Linked DNA regions of Sus scrofa: region 2 is linked to region 1. The links are chromatin contacts, called in public HiChIP or PLAC-seq maps. All regions are on one chromosome and are shown on one strand. Each heading gives the region's core, a stretch centred on a gene start, on an enhancer-like site or on the middle of the called end of the contact. The rest is flanking DNA. Distances are from core to core; before and after follow the strand shown. Region 1 has its middle 15 kb from the start of NR2F2. Region 2 has its middle 150 kb from the start of NR2F2.

Region 1 (4,377 bases), core at 1,333-3,832:
GGCCTAACCCCTTCCTGTGTGCCCCAGGGCCTCACCTAAAGGCCCAGTCCTCTGGCTCCATCAGTTCTACGCTCGCCCTCACCGGGCCCTCGCTCCCCGGGGCCCCAGCCACCAACCCTGGCCGGCGGGTGACAGCCTCGGTCAGGACACCCGGCCCTCCCTGGCTCCTGGTAAGGAACACTTCCGCTATCTCAAAGTTGCCATAAGAAAATAAATACAGGTGACACTGTGCTGGGCCAAAGCTCATTAGTTCGTTGTCCAGGCCTAATAAAGAAACAGAAGCGCAAATTATAGAGTTCAGCTTCAACACACGCTCTGTCACCCGATATCAGCATTCGGCGAGCCTGATTCCAATTGCTCCGAACTTGCTGCGCAGTTCGCCCCCCACCCCCTCCTCGCGAACAGGAGGTTGGGTGGAAAAATATAGTTCCAAAGGGGGTAATGATCAAGCTTTTCCTCTCGGAAGCCTGCGCCACCTCATTTCCCATCAGTAATCCCAATAAAATTAACGTCGTGGCTGCAATTGAAAAGAGGAGGGCCCGCGACACTCCTGAAATAACACACTCTCCCCCAGCAAAAGGTAAAAAGCAAAACGGCCCTTTGTTCAGCTAATTAACGAAGGCCCAACTCCGAAAGCAGATGTGTTTGCTTAGCTAATCACAAGCATGTTTCTTTCAAGGAACGTCATTTCGAGGGGGCCTCTCAGGGGGATGGGAAAGGGGGATACAGCAAACCCCCCCCCAGGCCCTCTCTGCCTCAGGGGTCTCTCACCCCAGACTAAGATCCAGAAGCTGAATCCCATCTCTCACACCTCCTTCCCCCTTGGTCCTACCCCAGAGGCCCAGTAGGCACCTCAGCGCTTGCCCACATGCCAGGCCTACAAGACTCAAAGGAGGTGGGGGGGACTTAAAAGTTTTAACGACACAGATGCCATATTAAATGAGGCAGTTTTACAATTCACTTTGAATAAGACACTAACTTATTACAAGTGTGTTATCAGAAGGATGATAAGATTTATAACTCCAAGAGTCAGCTTTTCGCCTTAATGACAATGGATGTTAAAGAGAGGAAATCTGTTCTCTATTAGAGGAGATGAGAGTCCCCCTTCCCTGTTTTCAGGCATTTACAGATGCATCCAGGAGGGCAGATACCAAGCCCCTTTGTGTCTCCTTATGAAAAATTCTCCCTTTTCCCCTTTGGCTATGAAACCAGGTCTCCTTGCTGGGTTAGCACCTCGCTCAGATTTTGAGCAGGAGCCCAGGAGAGAAAGAGAGAGAAAGAAAGGGAGATAGATAGAAGTGAGGATGGAAATGTGGAGGGTGGGGGCAGTTCTCAGTCCTCTGGTTCACGCAGCAAAACTATTTCCCTGTCTTTCTTTGCTATACAAAAGATGGCTTTCCCCTAAACCAACACAGTAAGCAAACTTTAAAAAACTGGGGTCCTATTACAAACCAACGCCCAGCACTAACTGCTTTAAAATTACTGCATAATTAGATTTAGTTGAATTTCACCATTAATTAGGCAGCCGCACTGCAGGGAGCCTTTGAAATCTGAGAAAATGGGAAAAATCATCTGAAGCACGTTTTTTAAACCTAACTTCAATAAATCTCGACGAGGCCCGGAATTCAGAGAGAAACTCGCTCCCCTCCCAGGCGGCTGAGGGTAAGGGTCTCCAGGCCTGGGCCAGAGCTCGTATTGGACCGTAAGGGGCCATTCCCCCAGCGCCTGAGAGCTCGACCAGGGCCAAACCACTGTTTCCCCAGAGGCCCTCAGAAGACCCTCTCTGGGAGGTCAGGTCTGTTCCATGGCAGACCTCGCCTCCTCTCAAACCTATTAAAAGGGACCCCCGATGTAGAAGCGCTCCTATTAGGGGCGCCGTCCATGCCGCCTCACACATTTCTAGGACCTGCGACCCCCAGCCCGGAATCGGCCCTCGGCCCCTGCGCACCGGCAGTCAGCTCTCTGCCCCCCGCAAAGCCACCTTTCCCCTAACTTTGCCACGCAAGCAGCAAGTTGTGCCCACGTCCGGCGGGGATCGAAGCCCGGCCCCCACCCCTCAGCTCGGCGGGTGTGTGTAGGGGGTGGTCCCGGCACACCCCCTCCCCCTGCACGGCCCCTGCATTAATGAGCGCGAGAACTGACCGAGGTCTGTTAAATACTGGCCTCCCCCTCCCCTATACCATTCAAACATTTAAGATCTGTGGAGAATACAGACTTTTTCTAATTTGGTTCCTGTTGGGAGAGGAGACCTGAAATAAACTCTCCCTATTACAAGGGGGAGGGGGCGCAGAGATAAGGGGATACTGTATTACCAATATGTTCCCTACCAATTCTGCTGCTTTAATTACAGAATAATCGAGGACCGCACTCACTCGCCAGCTAGAGTTTAAAAGAGGGTTTTCTGCCTGCAGATGGAATGGCCTTTAGCCGCCCCCCCCCCTTTTCTTTTTGGTAACCAATGTGTTTTCTATTACCCGGCCCTGCCGTGCCTGGCAGCCCGGCGCTCGCGGTGCAGTGGGAGACGCCATGTTGGCTCAGCTCATAGGACCAAGTCAAAAGCGAGCTTCGAGGCAGAGTTTCACACGCTCGAGCTCCCCCTGACCGCCCCCCGCCTCCGCCCCCCGCCTGTCGCCGCTTCTTGCACATCCTAGGAGAGCAGCTCGGAGCGCCCGGCACCCCGGACTTTCCGGGGGCGCTGGCGGAATTCCGCCGCACGTAAGTGGGGGGCGGAGGCTGGGGGGCAGGCACTTTTCCTCAGCTGCTGCCAACTCCAGGCCCCGGTCCCTGCAGCCGGCCGGATGCTAACCCAGCCGTCTCCGCGGAACCAGCCCCGGACGTCTCCCGCTAACTTTGAGCCCCAGCCCCTGGCGGCCGGGAGAGAACTAATAGTGAAAGGCCGAGGCAGGGCGGCCGCGAGCCGAGCGAACAGGCTAGGAACCAGCCCCCCCCCCCCCCCGCCCCAGCTCAGTCATTCCCCAGGTTTGTTTGAAAGTGACGAGAAGCAGCGATCGCCCCTCTCTCTCTCTCCTCGGACTATTGTTGCATTTCGCGTCTAACTGGGTTCTCTCACACCCCCGAGCGCCAAGAGGAGGAGGGGGAGCGGGGTTGGGAAAAGAAATAAAGCGAGCTCAGATCAGATAGGGGGGAAAAAAAAACCCAGCAAGGAAAAAGAGACACTTAAAGGGAAAGAGTCGCCATGTTTAGCAGCTTTTTTAAAGATCTCGTCAATTTCACACAGAACGCACTCGCTGGGTCCCAGCCCTCGTCTTTTGTCCAATTCAGTCGAAGCAAAGATCTTTTGTTCTAACTCAGCGTGAAAAGAAAAACTTTCTTTAAATGCAATAAACTTAAACCAAACTCAAGACTCTAAACAGATCCTCCTCCGGCCACTCTAAACATATACAAGGGGTTTTGTTTTAACCGTTTGAAAAATTTTGGGTCCTGTTTTTCTGCCTCGCAGACCCCAAGCTCATTGCTGAAACTTAGAGTGAGAGAGAGATTTCCAACGTCTAGAACACATGCTTTAAGCAGAATAAAACAGGGACTGTCTTTTGCTTTGAAAATCATAAATTATAATTTAATGCCAATAATAATTTACAACAAATGGCTGTTTACAATAAACTAACACAAAACAAACAAGGAAAAGGGCCTGTGTTTTACTTATTAGAGAAACTTCACACACTCACATGGATAGCACTTGCAAGAGAAGAAAATAAACAACAAGCTACAAAACCTCAATCTAGAGGTCAGCGATGTTCTGCCATAAGAACATACTTATATTTATGTATGTATATATCTACAGAAAGAAGCTGAGGGTCAGATGGAGAACTCTGCTCAAATGCACAAATCAGACAGATTTTTCCGGTCTACATGTATTGACTGGAACTGAGTATCAAAGTTTAATACACTTTACAAAATGATCCTTTTCTTTCACATCCCCTTACCCACCCCCTTTTAAAATTAAACCACAACCATAGTGATGTATGATGGCGGTGGGGGTGCTGCAAAGCCTCAGTAAGAACAAAAATTGCAAGCTCCCACACACTGAGCTTCCTCTAAACCAGGAAAAGAGAAGGGGGGGGGGGAGAGACTCCAAAACAAAATAGTTACTACTTCCAAATCTGCACACCCTGTAAAGTTTCCTTCTTTCTTTCTCTTCTTTTTCTTAATTTGGCTTTTAAGGACAAAGGATCCCAAGAGCAGTACAGATTATATCTACACAATCTGAAATGTCAAAATGTCGATGTGTTTTTATGTACATAACTCCAATGGAAAAGATTCCCTTGACCTGTGGTCACGCTCTCACAGAATGAACTTGGGGGGGGGGCAGGCCAACTGCAAGTTATCATATATACATTAAAAATAAACCCTTCAGCC
Region 2 (4,652 bases), core at 653-3,152, 170 kb after region 1:
AACTTGAAGTTCACCTTTCTCCTCCACTTTCCTCACTTATCCTTGGTAAGTTCTCAAGTCCTATAGATCCTACTTCTTTTATCTATTTGTTTCTTTTATGTAAGGTTCACATACTATAACTTTTCCTTCCCAGCTAGACTACATTGGCCCAAGGATTGGCACATGGTAAGTGTTCAGTTAACATCTCTTGAATGAGGGCATAAATGAGTGCGTTTCTTTGCCTACTACTGTATATTTCTTCACAAAAATTATCTCAGATCACAGTATTACAGGGCTCAGAAACTATCAGTTACTAGTTAACTCTCAAATTAAGTGTAAACTATTCTTTTCAAGATACCCATAATCTATTTTTTTCTGTTTTCACTAAACTCATAAACATCCTATGCTCAATCCAAAATATTGCTCAATTTCCCTGAAACTCTTCATATCTGTCTACCTCTCTATCTTAGGGTATCTTTATTTCTTCAACCAGAATATTCAATCTTCTTTCCAAGATCAATTTTTGCCAGGTTCCTAAAGCTCAACTCCATGGAGGTACTTTTGGTTCCATATGCCTTTCTCTCAGCTCAGTTGGATGTCTTCTCTCCCTTTGGGGTAGCATTTCTTTTATTTAGCCTGTATTATAGATATTTCTGTACTTGATTTATCCTTTCCTAATAGAAAGTAAACACTTAGGAGACAGTAGTTAAATCTTACTTCTTTTTCTGTGCCTGGATTCTCAATGCCTCATAAATAGTAAGTTCATAGTATACTATCATTAAATTACACTGATTTTTATTTCTTTCTTTTGTTGCAAGATTTTTTTCTTTCTTTTTTGATGCATGTTCAGCATTGTGTGTGTGTGTGTGTGTGTGTGTGTGTGTGTGGCTTCACTATTTGCTAGCCCAATTAATGTCTTTAGTCTTGAAATACACATTTGTTAATCATTATCTTAAAACTGTCTTCAAGATGAATGGAGATGTGGGAGAAAAACTTCAGTTCACTTTGGATTTACCCAACTTTCTGTTCTTTCCATGCCTCTTTTAATGTCTGGGAATTTGTTACTCTAAAGTTCCACTGCACAGGGCTGCCTGCAATTTGAGATGCAAACGCCCAACTCTGTGGGCCACTTTTTAGAAGCCTGTGGTCATTCGGGAAACAAAGGCACTCCTGTTTCCTCTTCTCAATAACAATTAAGACATCAGATTAATAGAATCCTTAAATTCTTGAATGATGCTTGCAGAATAGTTTGTGTTTGCGTTAACACAAAGGAATATTTTCCAAGCCATAAAGGTCACTGAAGAAATAAGAGAGAGGAAGCTTATGAATGGGGTACGCTGGTAGATTTTTGGAGAATGGCATGTGTCCTTCGCAGTATGTTCTGGTTTTGGAGCTGCTCGTCCTGGGAGTGCTCTGTGATTTACTCCGGAGAAGGATTTCCTGGGCCAGGAATCCCCTGTGTTTGAAGGAGCCTTCCTTCTGGAGGAGAGGAAATGGGGAGGGGGAGTGGGAGGGCGAAGTTTCTCTTCACTTCTAGGGTTTGCTTAATGAGTGTAATGTTGTTGCTAATGGGATTGAGTCACAATAGCTATCCCTAACCTTGTCACCAAGACCGGTCTTCTACATGCCCCTTTTTTCAATATTGTCTGCCTGGTAACTATGCAGAAGTCTGTTCTTCCAATTTTCTAAGTGGTAATCCTAGAATTATCTGGGCTCAGAAATAAATGAAGAACTCGTGTACAGGACTCAAATTTCCCTACAGGGGTTGTAACTGAAACAAGGATTAAGTAGCAGTACACAAAACCTCTTGAGCAATGGACAACGCATCAGTTGCTAAACATTTGAAGATCATAGAAGGCCCTCAGTGCTCTTCTTTCATAGAGCTTGAGATCAAGTTTGGGTAGGGAGTAAAAGAGCAAGGCAATTTAACTCCTTTAAAGGCTTGTTGGTTGGCAAGGACAGAGCTATATTTAGCTCTGTGAGGTTACTTCTGGAAGCTAAAACGACAGGCAATTAAGCGGTAAGAGAGTGTGTGTGTGTGTGTGTGTGTGTGTGTGTGTGTGTGAAGGAAGAGGGAAGGTTTGGGGAGATGACAATGTGGGTCATAGGAACAGGTCAGTTCAGGGAAAATAAGCTCATAACAGTGCGTACTGTCATGTGGATGAAAACAGTCCATGCTGTACATTGAGAACATTTGTTATGACATTTGTTGTGATACCACTGGGGCTTGAATGACTCTGAATTAGTTCATTTCTTATGCCCCAGCTCCCCTCCCCCATATAGTAATAATATTTATAAACCATTTGCCATTTATTGAGTACCTATTGTGTATCAAATACAATGCTTTACTTCTAGAAATGTCTTTTTTTTTTTTAATGGCTGCACATGGGGCATGTGGAAGTTCCCAGGCCAGGGACTGAATCTGAGCCACAGGTGCAACCCATACCACAGCTGTGGCAATGGTGGATCCTTTAACCCAGTGCTCCAGCTCTTAGATTCTTAATGCACTGGGCCATAGCAGGAAGTCCTAGTTGTTGTTTCTATTTTAATTGAAATACAGTTGATTCACAATATGTGTTAGTTTCAGGTATAAAACATACTGTTTCAGATATATGCTTTTTCATATAATAATTTTATATAATAATAATTTTCTCATAGATTATTACAAAATATTGAATATAGTTCCATGTGTTATACAGTGGGTCTTGGTGTTTATTTATTTTATGTATAGTAGTGTGCATATGTTAATCCCAAACTTCAAGTTTATGCCTACCCCCCTTTCCCTTCAGGTAACCGTGCATTTGTTTTCCATGTCTGTGGATCTCTATTTCTCTTTAGTAAATAAGTTCATTTGCATCTTGTTTTTGAATCCAAATAGAAGCAATATCATGATATTTGTCTTTGTTTGGCTTACTTCATTTAGTATGATAATGTCTAGGTTCATCCATGTAGTTGCAAATGGCATTATTTCATTCTTTATTATGGCTGTATAATATTCCATTATATATATGTACCACATCTTATTTATCCATTCCTCTGATGATGGACACTTAGGTTGCTTCCATGTCCTGGATATTGTAAATAGGGTGCAGGTATCTTTTTGAATTAACAGTTTTCTCTGGATATATGTCCAGGAGTGGGATTGCTGGAACATATGGTAATTCTATTTTCAGTTTTTCAAGGAACCTCCATACTGTTCTCCACAGTGGTTGAACCAATTTGCATTTCATTTTGACTACTGTGCTCTGAGTAGCAGCTAATAGGAGGGTTTTGCCCCAGGTCATATAGATACCAATGTTTCAGATACATTTGAATCTAGTTCTCTTTCTGACTATGCTTTTAGGTGCTTCTGTATCTTGCTTGCTCTACTATTCTCTGCTGCACTGGAGTTTCATGATTTTAAATTCATATATATGAAAGCACTTTGACTTTCTCAGAGAAGGACATTGAAATGAATATGTGTGTATATACATACACACACACACACACATATATATATATATATATACACACAGACATATATATAATTTACACCTAAATCTACATTTTATGTGTAGTGGTAGCCTTATAAAAGCAGTAATGAAGGACTCATTTATATTTTAATTAACATTCAGATCTCTTGGAACTGTAAATTGTTAAATTGCACTCGTCTATTTTTTTTTTTTTAAACTCTTTTCCTTCTTTTATTTTTAGTGATCCCTGGAGATTGTGTTATGCCCTTGTTCCTATATATGGGACCATGGGGGTGGGACAGAGATTAGCTAGATAGAAATAAGCCTGGAAAGGAAGTAGCAGGGGGAGAACTGAGCAGCCTAAAACCAGCTCTCCATGGTCCTTTCTTCCATTTTGTATGACAACCTTCAGACTTGTTCAGTTTGGCATTTTTAATTCTTCTTTTTTGCCTGCTCCTGCAGCACATGGAAGTTTCTGGGCCAGGGATCGAACCCTAGCTGCAGCCATGACTACACCACAGCTGCAACAGTGCTAGATCCTTACCCTACCTGCACCTCTGCAGTGACCCAAGCAGCTGCAGCCAGATCTTTAACCCATCTGCCACAGCAGGAGCTCCCATGTTTGGATTTTAACCCTGGATAAATCAGGTTGATGACAGTGACTAATGCCAAGTGGAACACTGATTTATAAGAGGGCCCAAACAAATAGAGGATTCTTCTTCTAAGAGTTGAGTTTAAAATCCCAGGGCATGTTAGTGTAAGGCTATTTTCCTTTTTCATACCTACCTGTTCTCTTACTGAGGACAGGTAGAATCAAGGATAGTATCTTTTGGAAGATTAGTTGATTTCTTTCATAAACAAACAGCATATGAATAAGAAGTATATTTCTTTGAATGGTACAGCTGTTAGTTTTAATGTAGAAGGGGTTCAGTAATTATTTGGAAAATCAAATTTAGAAACAAACTTTGAGATAAGGAGGGCTTATCAAAGTTTTTGTCAAGTAGACAGAGGAATGGAACCTTTGTGGGCCTCATTGGACAAGATCACTTCTCAGGTCCTGTTGAGCCCTAATAGTCTATAATATTAGAATCTATGAGCCACACTTGCTTTCACTTCTGGGCTCATTCCCTGAGGGGTGGGAATGAAGTTACCAAGGGGGCAAAAATCAGCTGTGGAGCCCAGAGGTAGCTGTAGATATAAAACAGAATCTTTCCCTCTCTC

Evidence for each region. HiChIP or PLAC-seq counts read pairs in DNA pulled down with a chosen protein or histone mark.
Region 2: a contact with region 1 is called in an H3K27ac HiChIP or PLAC-seq map of skeletal muscle. The contact joins two enhancer-like sites. A contact is called at or near these places in 1 of 47 Hi-C or Micro-C datasets (embryonic fibroblasts) and 1 of 2 datasets of contacts at active chromatin or transcription factors (skeletal muscle).

The regions. Positions count from the first base shown.
Region 1 is chr7:83,072,564-83,076,940 of Sscrofa11.1, forward strand. It overlaps a transcript of NR2F2 not described here. Among named protein-coding and RNA genes, the nearest start is that of NR2F2, 15 kb to the right of the region's middle. Within about 2 kb of position 2,583, at least 42 of the 83 cell types and tissues checked have an H3K27ac peak or open chromatin away from gene starts, as enhancers often do. A contact at or near this core is called in skeletal muscle, where this site is marked.
Region 2 is chr7:83,238,884-83,243,535 of Sscrofa11.1, forward strand. No RefSeq gene overlaps it. Among named protein-coding and RNA genes, the nearest start is that of NR2F2, 150 kb to the left of the region's middle. Within about 2 kb of position 1,903, at least 5 of the 83 cell types and tissues checked have an H3K27ac peak or open chromatin away from gene starts, as enhancers often do. A contact at or near this core is called in skeletal muscle, where this site is marked.